Regions from separate parts of the Gossypium arboreum genome. Here region 2 is linked to region 1. The links are chromatin contacts, called in public Hi-C maps. All regions are on one chromosome and are shown on one strand. Each heading gives the region's core, a stretch centred on a gene start, on an enhancer-like site or on the middle of the called end of the contact. The rest is flanking DNA. Distances are from core to core; before and after follow the strand shown.

What was found. Hi-C and Micro-C count contacts between places; a contact is called where the count stands out from the background.
Region 2: a contact with region 1 is called in a Hi-C map of leaf, with 4 times the contacts expected there. The contact joins two enhancer-like sites. A contact is called at or near these places in 2 of 5 Hi-C or Micro-C datasets (both in leaf).

The regions. Positions count from the first base shown.
Region 1 is chr7:72,642,397-72,646,016 of ASM2569848v2, forward strand. LOC108454366 reads left to right here. Exons shown (of 23, transcript XM_017752808.2): 23 at 1-415. The coding sequence ends at 72. Among protein-coding and RNA genes, the nearest start is that of LOC108454366, 11 kb to the left of the region's middle. Within about 2 kb of position 1,360, at least 2 of the 2 cell types and tissues checked have an H3K27ac peak or open chromatin away from gene starts, as enhancers often do. A contact at or near this core is called in leaf, where this site is marked.
Region 2 is chr7:72,788,712-72,792,267 of ASM2569848v2, forward strand. It overlaps the pseudogene LOC108476349. Among protein-coding and RNA genes, the nearest start is that of LOC108455796, 25 kb to the right of the region's middle. Within about 2 kb of position 1,335, at least 2 of the 2 cell types and tissues checked have an H3K27ac peak or open chromatin away from gene starts, as enhancers often do. A contact at or near this core is called in leaf, where this site is marked.

The DNA.
Region 1 (3,620 bases), core at 110-2,609:
GCTGAATACCATGATTTGCTTGACGATTTGGAAGAGAAACTCTCTTCCACTGCAAATGCAGAAGAGAAATAAGGTAGGTACTGAAACAAAAGTTGCAGTGGGGGAATGCCAATTTTAGCGAAAGCATGCATTCATTTATATGTTTAATCAAAGCAAAGGACAAGCAGTGGAAATCAAAGTCATGCGACTGATTAGGCCTTTGTTACAGTGAATCTTTGTATCTCATTAGAATCACAAAAATTGTTCTTTGTAGATATAGAGGGTTAAGCATCATAGCATTCATTTCATGCTCGGTTGCATGTATCAGAGGTATTTTTTGTTTTAATCCACTATTCTTCACACTATTTATTTACGTATTTTTGGCTGTATAAATGTTGAATATAAATAAATCAAATAGACCACTTATTATACTCAATGAGTTTCTTGAGCCTGAAGTGAATTACAGGTTTTACATCTTATCCTTTTGGTTTGGAAATTTTCATGGATTTGGATAAAATTGACAAAATTTGCCCCTTCTTTTTTTTTCGTTGTTTTTAAAATTACTCACGTCATTATATACGGGCAATCGCACAGGTTTTTTTTTTTTTTTTTAATGAAATGGAAAATCATGATTTTCACAAGGCTCTTTATTATTTATCACGTTTACTACGGAATGCCAACCAGAATAATCTTGATAGCCTTAGCTATTAATTATACCAATATTATTAACCGCTCCATTTTTCAGGTACTCCAGAAGTTGAGTAATGTACTTTTATTGATCACTACTAAACTCAGCAGACCTGAGGCCTTGTCCTAGCCTCAGAATTTGCCACTTCTTTTTTATTGTATAATCCATCTTCACCTCTTGTCAATCTCCACTAGCTATCTTGTCTATCACTGTAACTCCAACCACAGTGAAACAAGGATCCCCAAAATGTCCGTTTGTGGTGCCCGCCCAAGAGTCACCACTCCTCTGCCTTGTGTCCTTTGAGCAAAACCCCGTGGCACTGCATCCGTATAATCTTTAGCCCAATTCAGATAACTCTAGTTCATAAGCTATCTCATAAGTTTGATCTCTGCTCAGTTTACACTCACTGCCAATTTGCCAACCCCCCACAAACACAACTGACCTGTGCTTTTGCTCGTCTAGCCACTTAAAAATCTTAACCCATGCCTCATCGGTGATGTCTCGTCCTTGTGGTTTCTCCGGTGGAAGCCAACTTGCCGAAATCACTTTGTTTCCCGAGCATCTTAAGTAAACTCAAGTAATCAAGTAATTACCTTCAAACTCGTTGCAACTACGTACAACGACAGCTTGGCAAGACTGTAAGGCCTTGTTAATGCCATAGGCATCAGATTTGTCAGTGCCGTTTGATCCATAAAGGGCATCAAAACTGCCCGCAGTCTCTTGTTTCTTGAGGCAAACTCAAGATGGGAAAGTGACCCATTTCCGGAGTTGACGTCAAAGCTTTCTGGAGATAAACGTAGCTTCTTTTGGCCATCACTGAACAGATAATCGGGCGAGCCCGGGGAAAAAGTCTGGAAGCAGTCAAAACTGTGAAGTAGACGGGATATAGGAGACAATTAAGAGATGAAGGTGAGAAATTATAATTATTTTTAATCAAGTTTGAATAAATTTTTAAGTAGTTATTGAAAGGTTATTTGATTTTTTTTATTTTTTATTTTGTCCATCAATGATATCATAAATTGTGGTGCATTAATGATGCGTAAAATTTATACATTGATGTTGCATTGAATATAATTTCATATTTATATGCACTTGTACATTGTATCATGTTTAGTGTTTGTGCGAATGTAGAAATCAATGTTGCTTGTAGTTTCCAATCTTTTGTAAGATAATCATATTTGATTTGATATTTATATTATAGCAATTCTTATTATTATAAAATTTAATGTTTAATACATGGGTTTTTCCCATTTTTTCCTTCGAGTTGAACTTTCTCCACGAGCTCCTACTGTTTCATCATCTTGTAATCTCTCTTGTTTTGATGCCTTGGGTTTTCTCCTAGAAGCTTTTCTGATTCCTCCATATTCTGTCATTCTCTCTTGAAGTTTAGATTGGTCTCACTTTTCTGTCGTTCTCCACGAGGGCAAAAGGTTTGACCCAATCTCAATCTTCTCCTTTTCTGTGGATGGAATTTGTTTTTCCTCTATTTTGGCTCTCGTTTGAGCTTTTGTTGTGGCTTTCTTGAGCTTACTATTTGTAAATGGTTTAAATTATGACTTCCATTCCATGTGTTCAATCATTTGCCTCTGTTAGAAAATATATTACGTAGTTGTAAATATGTAGTTGAAATTTAAAGGGATTTTATTTCTTTTCCTTTTATGTTAAGTGTTGAGAAATGTGCTCGTATTGTAATAAATTTGTAATTATTTTTATATATTTAAATGATGAACAAATAAATAAAGTTAATTTTACATTATTATATTGTTGAGAAATGTGCTCGTATTAGATAATGTAAACAAGTCTATAATCTCGTAAAAGAACTCAAGTGAGTATTTAATTCAAATACTCAGAAGGATTATAATGTCGTCTACAATTCCAATTAGAGAGATGATTAGTTTTGACTATTGAAATAATTGACTCCGCGGGTAGAGACATAAATATACTCATTAGAAGAATGATACATTGGACTGAACCTAAATTGAAATAATTCGAAATTCGTTTGTGAATTAATTAACTTGTGGTGTTCATGGTGTGACTTACATAAATCTTGAGTTAGTTACCGACCATGTGTATGCAACTCATGTGCTTTGATGTAAGTGGAGGCTTATGCTTTAAAGATGATTGAACTAATATCCGGTATGTTGGGTACATGACTTGTGTATGACATGACTTTACTAGCAACAATAAAATTTATAGCTCGATTAAAGAGTTAACGACATCCTCTTATTAACATTGTGTGGATTGATAAATATGTAACGTGACTACGAGTTGCTTGTTCTTGAATGAACAATTTATCACAATCATTAGTTGACAGTGATCATATTAATCATTAAGAAGACACAATAGTGACAATGAGATAAAATATGATTGTATTGAGTGAACAAATTTAACTCAAAGGAATCAAGGATATCATATGAGAGTAACATACATATGGCGAGGTCATTGGACAAAGCAGTTGATTGAATTAAAGTCATTGGACAAAGTAGTTGGTTGAATTACTTTCGTAAATAGTATTTTCAATCATGGTACTTCTTGTGGATGAACTCCATGATTAAGTAAATTGCGAATTATCAGAATGATACTTTTGGACACAATTGCAATTACTAGAGTCTAATTGTATATAAATTCGATTGGTCCCTTTGCTAGCTCAACAAAAGCTCGATCGAACTATATAAGTCGATTTATTTGATTTGGGACTAAATTAGTCGCTTGCGATAATTGTTGAATTACAAAATTTGATTAAAGAAATTTCTTGAAAAATTAATTTGAAAAATTTCAATAATTTTTGGGTTAATTAATTTTGATCAAGTAAAATTAAATTAATCAAATTAATTAAAATAAATATGATATTTTTGGAAATTAATTTTCAAGTCAGACAATTGGCCCAATGGGTAATTAAACTTGAAAATTGGACTCGAGATAAAAAATTGAACCCGAGAACCAAAACTCAGAA
Region 2 (3,556 bases), core at 85-2,584, 150 kb after region 1:
GAAACCAAAACAGCACTTACATTCTCATGATCCATGTGACGAAGAAGCTTGATCTCTCGCAATGTCCTTTCAGCATCAATCCTATTGTCAAATGCATTACCAATTTTCTTGATAGCAACCTTCTCACATGTCTCTGAATTCAAAGCAGCACTGAGAAAAAGAAAGGGAAATCAAATCTTAGCCTCACATTGTTACTAACAAAATAGACAGTAAGTCAAATGAACAGAATGTTAACTTTCTTTCAATCTTCTCAGCCTGAAAGGCGGAACCTAAAGTTATTCACTTCAATGGAACCCTAGAATTTGGCAGCTTAATTTCATCAAAAGCAATCACACTGCCAAATACATTTTATAAACTGTATTACCAAGAGTTTTCATTTTCCTCTAGTATCCATATACAACGACATGGCTATGAAATTATGGTCCTCAAAATACTTGTATTAGCCACATACCCTTGTCTAACACTCAGTCCGGGTAATATACTTAAGTTTGATTACAGTGCACTAAACCTAAAATTGTAATTTAAAGGGGGGTTGGCGCGGGGGACTACCTAGCCTGTTTGATCATAGTAATAACTAACTTATTAATCATGAAACTGAAATCTAACAAAAGAAAACTGATCAGATATTGACTTCTTGAAAAACTATCATGTTGAAGCTCTAAGACTAAAACAAACCCAGAGATTGAAATAAACAGGAAGTGAATCAAACTAGAAACTTAAACCGAAACAAAGTTAGCAGGGGAAAAAAAGTCTTACCAGACAATACCATAAGCACCACGGCCGGTAGGGCGAACAGGAGGGATGTATTTCCTGGAAACTTCGAAGTGGTTACCATAAACGTTGTATAGAACATAGCGTCCACCATGAGTTGGTATTCCTTTGATGCTGTGAGCCCCTGGCCCATAGCTTGACTCCATTGACATGCCTGACTCCAACCCAAAATAAAGAAAGACTTTCTACAGTAATAACAGCTAAAATCAGAAAGCTAAGGCTATTTTACCGAACTAAGCCGGCACCCATATAAAAAATCCCCCACTCATTAACCGATGATTGCAACAAAGAGAAATAAGAGTAGAGAATAGAGAAAAGATAGGTTAAGAGAAAATTTTCATTTCATACTAATAACTAACTTATTAATCATGAAACTGAAATCTAACAAAAGAAAAATGATCACATATTGACTTCTTGAAAAACTATCATGTTGAAGCTCTAAGACTAAAACAAACCCAGAAATTGAAATAAACAGGAAGTGAATCAAACTAGAAACTTAAACCGAAACAAAGTTAGCAGGGGAAAAAAGATCTTACCAGACAATACAAAAAGCACCACGGCCGGCGGGGCGAACAGGAGGTAGGTATTTCCTGGAAACTTCGAAGTGGTTACCATAAACGTTGTATAGAACATAGCGTCCACCATGAGTTGGTATTCCTTTGATGCTGTGAGCCCCTGGCCCATAGCTTGACTCCCTTGACATGCCCGACTCCAACCCAAAATAAAGAAAGACTTTCTACAGTAATAAAAGTTAAAATCAGAAAGCTAAGGCTATTTTACCGAACTAAGCCGGCACCCATATAAAATCCCCCCTCCCTCCATTCCTCCCTCCCTCCCTCCCTCCCTCCATTAACCGAGAGAAATATGAGTAAAGAATAGAGAAAAGATAGGTTAAGAGAAAAGTTTCATTTCATAATACATGGCTCCTCCTACTCCCCTTCTGCTGTGTTGAGTTTAAATCAGAAACTAAAGATCAAAAAACAAAAACATTGTGTTTGAATAAGCAAAAATGCCATATAGTTCAATTACATGGTAAAAAACAAATCTTGCTTGTGCAAGTATCCATGGCCATTTGCATGCTACAGCTGTGTTGCTTGGTCACTTGCATGTTGCTGCATTGTTACTACCTTTCAACACTCCTCCTTGGTTACAAAGCAATAACTATAATTTCCTTCTTCAAATACTCGAATTTAGTGACAGCCAATGACTTGGTCAAAATGTCTGCGAGCTGAATCTCCGAGCAGCAATGGATCAAGTTGATTTCCTTTCACAACTCTGGATCAAGTTGATTTCCTTTCACAACTCTGCCTCTCTCACAAAATGATACTTGATCTTACCATGAAATACAGGATTCTTGGCAATTACAACAACTGACTGATTGTCAATTTTGATCTCTATTGCTTCCACTTGATTAGCATTTAAGTCACTTAAAAGTTTCCTAAGCCAAATGGCTTGATTAACAACAGTAGCAACTGCAATATACTCTACCTCTATTGTGAATTGAGCTACTGTCTGTTACTTCTTAGAACTCCAACTAAAAACACCTTAACCTAGAGTGAAGAAGTAGCTCGATGTACCCTTCGTATCATCAACTAAACTAGCCCAATCATTGTCTGAATAGCCAACCAACTTCAGCTCTTCAGCTCTCTCAAACTTCACACCATAGCCTAAGGTCCTAAGGTCCCTTTGACATACCTTAAGACTCTTTTAGCAGCCTTGAAATGAGCTACATTGTAGCAATCCATGAACCTCGATAGAAGGCTAACAACATACATGATGTCTAGCCTTGTTGCGTCAAGTTAAGTAGGCACCAATTAGACTTCTGTATCTCTTCTCATCCACACGATCATGATCACTGTTGCTTGAGAGTTTTTTTCCTAGTGCTACAGGAGTGCTAGCAGGCTTGCAATTTGTCATGCAAAACTAGAACCTTCAATGCAAAAGCTTGCTGGCTTATAAAAATACCATGCTCATTCTGATTCACTTCCATACCGAGAAAGTAGGTCATCAAGCCTAAATCAGTCATCTCAAAAACATCTTGCATCTGCTTCTTAAAATCTTCAATCAATTCACTTCTGCAACCAGTAACCAACAAGTCATCCATATACAAAGACACAATCAGCAAAGTTTCTTTTTCCACCTTTTTCACATAGAGTGTAGGCTCACTAATGCTCTTTTCGAACCCCAGCCTTGATAAGTATGCATCAATCCTGTTATACCAGGCCCTTGGAGCCTGTTTAGGCCATACAAAGTCTTTTTGAGCTTGTAGACTTTGTGCTCTTCACCAAGGACCTTGAATCCATCAAGTTGTTCAACAAAGATCTCTTTCTTGAGAAATCCATTCAAAAAAGCTGATTTAACATCCAGCTGATGCACTTTCCACTACTTCTGAGTAACCAAGGCAAACAACAGCCTTATGGTGTCCAACCTTGCAACTGGTGCAAAGGTTTCAAAGAAATCGATGCCATGCTACTGACTATACCCCTTTACAACCAACTTAGCTTTGTGCTTGTTCAGTGACCCATCTGTATTGTTTGGTCCTGAACATCCATTTCACACCAATGACCTTTCTGTTTGTTGGTCTATCAACTAGCTCCCATGTATCATTTTTGTGGATCAGCCTCCATAACTTCTTTCCAACAGCCCTCCCTTGTAGCTTCATCAAAACAGGAAGGCTCAACAGTGGTCAGACTATACCTCTCATAAATGTCCATTAAGGTTCTAGTGCCTCTGACAGGTACATCATCAAAATCATTCTCAGTTTCAGCTTCAATTTTAACATGCT